2 separate regions of the Zea mays genome follow, and region 1 is linked to region 2. Evidence: chromatin contacts called from public Hi-C data. All regions are on one chromosome and are shown on one strand. Each heading gives the region's core, a stretch centred on a gene start, on an enhancer-like site or on the middle of the called end of the contact. The rest is flanking DNA. Distances are from core to core; before and after follow the strand shown. Region 1 holds the start of LOC606448. Region 2 holds the start of LOC100192964.

What was found. A called contact is a pair of places that touch in the nucleus more often than the background predicts.
Region 1: a contact with region 2 is called in a Hi-C map of tassel, with 2.7 times the contacts expected there. The contact joins the promoter of LOC606448 here to the promoter of LOC100192964 in region 2. A contact is called at or near these places in 4 of 25 Hi-C or Micro-C datasets (ear, endosperm, leaf and 1 more).

What each region holds. Positions count from the first base shown.
Region 1 is chr8:69,576,572-69,579,629 of Zm-B73-REFERENCE-NAM-5.0, reverse strand. It overlaps LOC606448, which reads right to left and starts at 1,408. Exons shown (of 4, transcript NM_001112316.1): 1 at 810-1,408; 2 at 246-504. The coding sequence starts at 1,369.
Region 2 is chr8:69,004,967-69,008,241 of Zm-B73-REFERENCE-NAM-5.0, reverse strand. It overlaps LOC100192964, which reads left to right and starts at 2,015. Exons shown (of 11, transcript NM_001138140.1): 1 at 2,015-2,126; 2 at 2,207-2,253; 3 at 2,384-2,444; 4 at 2,931-2,972; 5 at 3,054-3,121. The coding sequence starts at 2,070.

The sequences.
Region 1 (3,058 bases), core at 159-2,658, 570 kb before region 2:
TGCCTCCATTGTTAATCTATTATTTTATTGCAGAACCAAATTCTACGGTATGTTGTTCCACTTCCACCACGACATTGGCCATTTTTATAAGAATGGAGAGCTGTAAACTGAAGTTTCGCTAAGTAGCAACTAGGACCAACCTTCAACATAGATGAGTCCTGACTTTACACAAGAGTTCCATCAACTATGTGAAAAATTACTGCAGCCTCCCTACCATTACAGTTCAAATATCCAAACAAACTCACCTGCAAACCACCTCTTCCACCTGAGTGGACCATAACAGAATCCATAGGTGGGCGGTTCCATCTTTGAGGGTCCCACAACATTGTGCTGTTGAAAGCAAATGCAGAGAAGCCAATTGGGAATCGACGAGTCGAACTCTTCTTCTGAACCGTCTGGACTGTGTGCCATCCCATGACTCGGTTTCCTTTGCAAATAGGGCCTTCCAAAACTGCCCTATACTTCGTTCCAACATGGATTGCTACAGGCCATGAGCCAAAGCGCCTGAAAAACATAGCACGTCTCATGAGAAGGGAAGCCAGATTGTCTCGTTTAGTTCTACCGAAATATGGCTAGCAGATCTTGAGTTTTGACCTGAAACTTCTGGTTAGCAGTTTGAGGGAGCACTGTGGTTCTCTAGCTCCATCATTCCAATTAAACTAATCAAGGCTATGTGATGCTTACAATCTTATATGTCAATATAAAACTACATTTAACTGTTTATTATGAATCATCAAAACAATTTGTAGACAATAAGTTCATTACAGATATATCAGTACAGGCAAAAAAATGTGGTAGAGAGCTCTGACCTGATCTTCTGCATTTCTTCAAATACATCAGCTGAGTATGACCGCTCTTCATCAGCAAAATGCATTATACCATCAAGGTGATGCCTTTTGACATGATAGATTGCATTATTCCTTTGACATACAGCAATCTTTCGTACACTCGTGGTATTCTTTCTACATATAAGATGCCTGTACATAACCCCAGAAGACCTCAGAATTTCTGCTGTTTCATAGGACTGTTCAGGCCATTCCACCACCAACCATAAAAGAGGTGCCTGTACAGCTTTCAAAACATGGGCTAGCCGATTCAAGTAATATGCCTGTTGTGGCCGAACAGAAGTGATCGTCACGATTATCAGCAGCTTCTTCACAGGAATGTCAGATTCTTCAATAGCAGGTAATGCAGGTGAAGATTCAGCAAAATCTGCCTCATCATCCAACATTGCAGGAACTGGAGGGCTCTCTTGAACCTGAGGCTCGTCAATCAGTTCGACCTCTTTCTCTACTACAACTGTCTCCAACTCCTTAACTTTGGTGCCCATCATTTCCGCCTCAATCACACCATCATGGAACGGAAGCCTCTCGTTTTCGGATACTATTTTCTTGTAAACATCGACAGAGAACAAAGGCATGAACCCAATGAAAATGCCAACCATGAAAAAGAACAGCAGATGGACTGCAACTCTCCTGCAGGTCAACCCCTTTGATTTTGACCTCTCCTGTGATCGGCCATGCCTCTGGGAAGTCATAGCCGCGCACACAGATTTTAGCTTGCTCGACAGCAGGAAAAAGTCCAAGGAGATCACTGAGGCCAGCAACCCCCTCATTGCGACATAGGACTGTGAGTACAGCAGTTTTGGGGACGGCGAGGGATTGTTGAACTCGGACCAGTCCCTAACCGACCCTTCCCGTAGGATAATCCCACTGTTCCTTCGACTGGACACCATTCCAGAATCAAGGCTTCGTGATGCATGTACTCCTCCTGAATTACTCAAAAGCACGAGTCCTTTATTCCACGGTTGTTGCACTTTCTATCCCTTTAACTCATGTAAGACTGCAAAACATTCTTCCCTGATGAGGTCATCAATCGAATTGTACCTGCAAAACAACGTGATGCGAGGCGTGCGTCAGCTCAGCTCAAGATCAATCAATACATGCTCACGCTAACCCATAGAGCAGGCTAAACTGAAACATTCTCCCGGAGCAGCGATCCAAATTGAAGGAGAGCAAGATCCAAAGCTAAAGCCTAAAGGTACAGACTCTAAGAACTTAGAAGATCACCAAGGAAACCAGACATTTCTGAGGCGGGCCTAACTAACAGCCATGGGGGGATCAACTGAACCCCGCAAATTTACTGCTACCATCAATCCACTCCACCGCGCAGACGCCCAGGACGGGAATCCGCAAGCTAGCTGGACGGATCGGATTCTTCTTGTGCAGGACAAAGCAAGCGAACCAGCAACCCGTCCAAGCAAGCAAAGGCTTCCTTACCCAGGACGGAAGACGAGCAGCCAGGCCCAGACGTGATCTCCAATTAGCGTCGGTGAGAGAAGGAAGCGGCGGCGGCGGCGGCGGCGGCGGCGGTGCGAGCAGAACGCCTGATCTAGATGCAGGGGGCTGCTTGCTTCGCGTACGGCTCTCTGGCTGGCTCGCCCCCCTCCCGCTCCCCCTCCCCTTCCCACCACGCCTCTCCTTTTCAGAAACCGCGGCCCGTGGTGTTGAGCTGTTCCCGGCTCCGGCTTGACTTCTCGCTCCCTCCCTTTCTCTCTCCACGCAAACCGAGACAGGGGGAGTTGGTGAGGGTATGGTTGGATAGAGAAAAAGGAGCTCCTCGCGGAGGCGGAGGTGAGCGAGACGAGTAAACAAATCGCGGGCGGTCGCCGTCGCCGGTCGGCGTCGGTCGGTCTGGACTCTGGAGGGAGGTCAGTTGCGTCGCCGGTTGCAATCCAGCCCCTGGATTCTTGCGGTTTTACAGACGGTGACCGTTGTAACGCGACGGATCATGTAAAATCTCTATTGGTCCTGCCTCGTATTTTTATAAATAACTCCTATTTGAAATGGCCCACACATATAGATTACATCTAATTTATTTCGTCTATCCACTCTCTATCCTAAGTGAATCTGCGCCCTCACACGAGGCACGAGCGCCTCAGTCACCCATACAATGACACAAACTCACACACGTCATGTCTTTTGTTCATACAAACTAACGACATGACAAGTGGGCTCGCGCCAAATGCACCGCGACAGGAGCCCAATAACCCATGCAC
Region 2 (3,275 bases), core at 766-3,265:
TTATCGTCCTTCAGTCCCTAGGTCTAACTCTTTATCGATCTTGGATCCCTCTAAGGGCTTGTTCAAGTAGGAGGGGATTGTAGGAGATTAAATCCCTTTCTATTCAAAATTGAATAGAAGGAGATTTAATCCCCCTCAACCTCCTTCAATCCCTATGCAACCGAAGAAGGCCTAAATGTTACTTTGCCCCTCCTTTTATAGTGTAAGGGAGGAGAGATGTTACATGGACCTCGAATTCCACTGACTAAAGCCCAAATGTTTCGTCCTTATCATGTTCTTGGATTCATACTCAAGGTCATGCCTTTGGTCATGGCATATTGTCAAAGATGTCCTTTAGTAGTCTCATGACATACCTATCGTAGGGGAGGTTATGAATGTCATATCCACGGACATCGAGCCCATGTTATTTAGTAAGATGTAGTTGGCAGTAAGTGTAACCTTCCATACTTGATAATTCTTTATGGTACATCTACATGCGTATGTGTGGCGACATGGTCAATGCAGATACTATATAGTGGTCTCGAGTACCCTACAACCTAAGTCATGGCAACACCGCGCTTTTCAGGGCTGTAATGGCGCACATCACACCTAATACTTATTCAATAAACAACCGCTATAGACTTATTAGAAGACCTTTTAATTGGGGGTCTCGACCTCAGGGTTGTAATGTCCTTAGTGGGTCTAGACACATCCTTCAGCCTTATGACAGGATTGTACTTAGTTCGCATCAAGTCCCTTGTTCCCACAAGGCTTTGGGTCTCAAAGGGTTTAGAGCATGTTCGCTCACATAATGAGAGGGTGAGGACCTTAGAGCAACTCCAGTAGTTCTCTAATAGACTTCCTAAATCAACAATTTAAGTAGTTAACACAAAAACTCATCTCCAACAGTTCTCTAAATGAACTTTCTAAATTTAACAACTTCTCATCTAACCTTATTTCATCTCTACATTTGGCAATCGTTTAGCAACTCCCTAAACAAAAATGTTTGCTGCATTATGTAGATAATGAAGGTAATTGATGACATTTGTGACTTTTATTTTTTTATGTGGATAGATACAAAACAAAACTACAACCTATATTTAGAGAACTATTGGAGAACTCACATTTTTTACTCCCAAAGTTATTTAGCAACTTCTTAAATCTGTGATTTAGAGAGCTAAAATTTACATAACTATTGGAGTTGCTCTTAGAGCATCTCCAATAACTCCCCAAAAGTCTCCCCTAAATCCAATTTTTTTGAAAAAACACAAAAATGTGTCTCCAACGGTTCCCCTAAAGCGCTCCCAACATTTTTATAGCCCTTAAAACTCTCTCATTTGTAGCTACAAATGAGGAGTTTTTTGGCTCTCCAGAAACAATCTGTCGCTTTAATGGATCTATTGGAGAAATGATTAAAATCTACCCCCACTAATTATTTAGATGTCCCTTAAAACTGATTTTGAGGAGTCGTTTTCTGGAGAGCTATTAGAGATGCTCTTAGGGACCTTGGGACCAGCAGAGAGCCCCCAAACATCTAAGTGGTGTTAAGTGTTCGATGTTCCGAGTGATGAGTTGTTCTGAGCACTTGAATCCTTCGGAGCAAATGGGACCCAAGAGGCACTAAGGACAAGGGGAGGCCCTAAGGCATCAGAGGCCCTAGGGCCTAGTGGGTCCCGGTCCCTTAGTAGCACTTTACGAGACTTTATGGTGTATGTTCTTTTATGGTGTCTCGATGTCAAGTTAATCGATGTCACAACATTTCCAATACAATTGGCTATGGAATTGGACCTCCATTTTCATGAACACAATTCAAGCGTACACCCAAACAGACCTGAATAGAGTTGGGCTTGGGGACTCTGAATAGAGTTGGGCTTGGGTAGTTGAGATCCAAATTTCCGCCTTCAGGCTCGACAAAAAAAAGGCTCGGGTGACAGGGACACCGCGGGTGCAGGCCTCCAGGGGCACGGCGATGGGACAGCACGACTCTCTTCTCTGAGAAAACCCAACAAAAACCCTCGCTCGCCTCACTTGTTCGCTCACCTCGGTGCGGCGCGTCGTTCGGACACGGAGATACAGCGGCGATTCCGGCGATGGAGTACGTGAACCCCCTCACCGGCTTCCGCGTCGACGGCCGCCGCCCCAACGAGGTGATGCATCCTCGCCCGCTTTCCCCTACGCGCGGTTCACGCGAACAGCCCTATCTCACCCGGTGCTGGACATCACGCAGATGCGGCAACTCAAGGGCGAGGTCGGCGTCGTTGCGCGCGCAGACGGGTGAGTTAAGAATCTCTCCCGACTCTGATGGACTGGGTTGAAACGAACAGCTAGCTATTCGATAAGGGTTGGGACGGCGGTACGGTGCTCACTTTTGATCGGTTCTGCTGGTGTTTGTTGCTCTGCGCAGGTCGGCGCTGTTCGAGATGGGCAACACCAGAGTCATCGCCGCCGTCTACGGCCCGCGAGAGGTGATTCCCGTTATCCTACTTGTGTATCTCGGTGTCCACCAGAGTCATGTGCACTGCGTGTTTGAGGAAATGCCTCTTAGAGGGGGTTTCCATTTACTCGTGTACTATATGGTCGGTCGAATTCTCTGAACCAACATCGACTTTGATCTAATCTTCAGTAGTTTTTCCTAGTGAAATTGGGGATCATTTGGAAAAACTGACTTGCCTATTGTTTAAATTTTCTATATGCATGAACAGTGTGAAAACCACTAGGATCCATACTGGCCTATTGCCAGTAGCACATTATTTGTTTATACGTACACAATGTTCATTCCTGAGATGTACTGGAGAACTTGGAATTATGGAGATTTCAATCACTCATGTTCTTTACTTCCTGTCAGACTACTAAACACCAGGGGGCTTCACCTTCTATTGCTTTGTTGTACCTTCAATTTACTTTTCAGTGTAACCAAATAACAAGTTCATGCTCTTTGATTGCTCTTTCAGGTTCAGAACAAAGGTCAGCAAGTAAACAGCAAGGAGGCTTTGGTAAAGTTTCACTCCTCCAAGTGCATTATTTTGTTAGAGGCTGTTCTTTGTGCTGTGTTCCTGAGGGAGTTCTGTATGCAGGTTCGTTGTGAGTACAGGATGGCAGAGTTTAGTACAGGAGATCGGAGGAGAAAACCGAAGGGTGACAGGTACTTTCCAACTTGAACACAGTAAAATTTGATTAAAAGAAAAGTCCATCCTTGGGCATTCACAGCATTTGGTTCACTTACTATCAGGAAAGATTTCCGATGTTGCAAATGTGTTTTATTTCTCTACCTTATCAACAAGCTTCTTTTCTCTGAA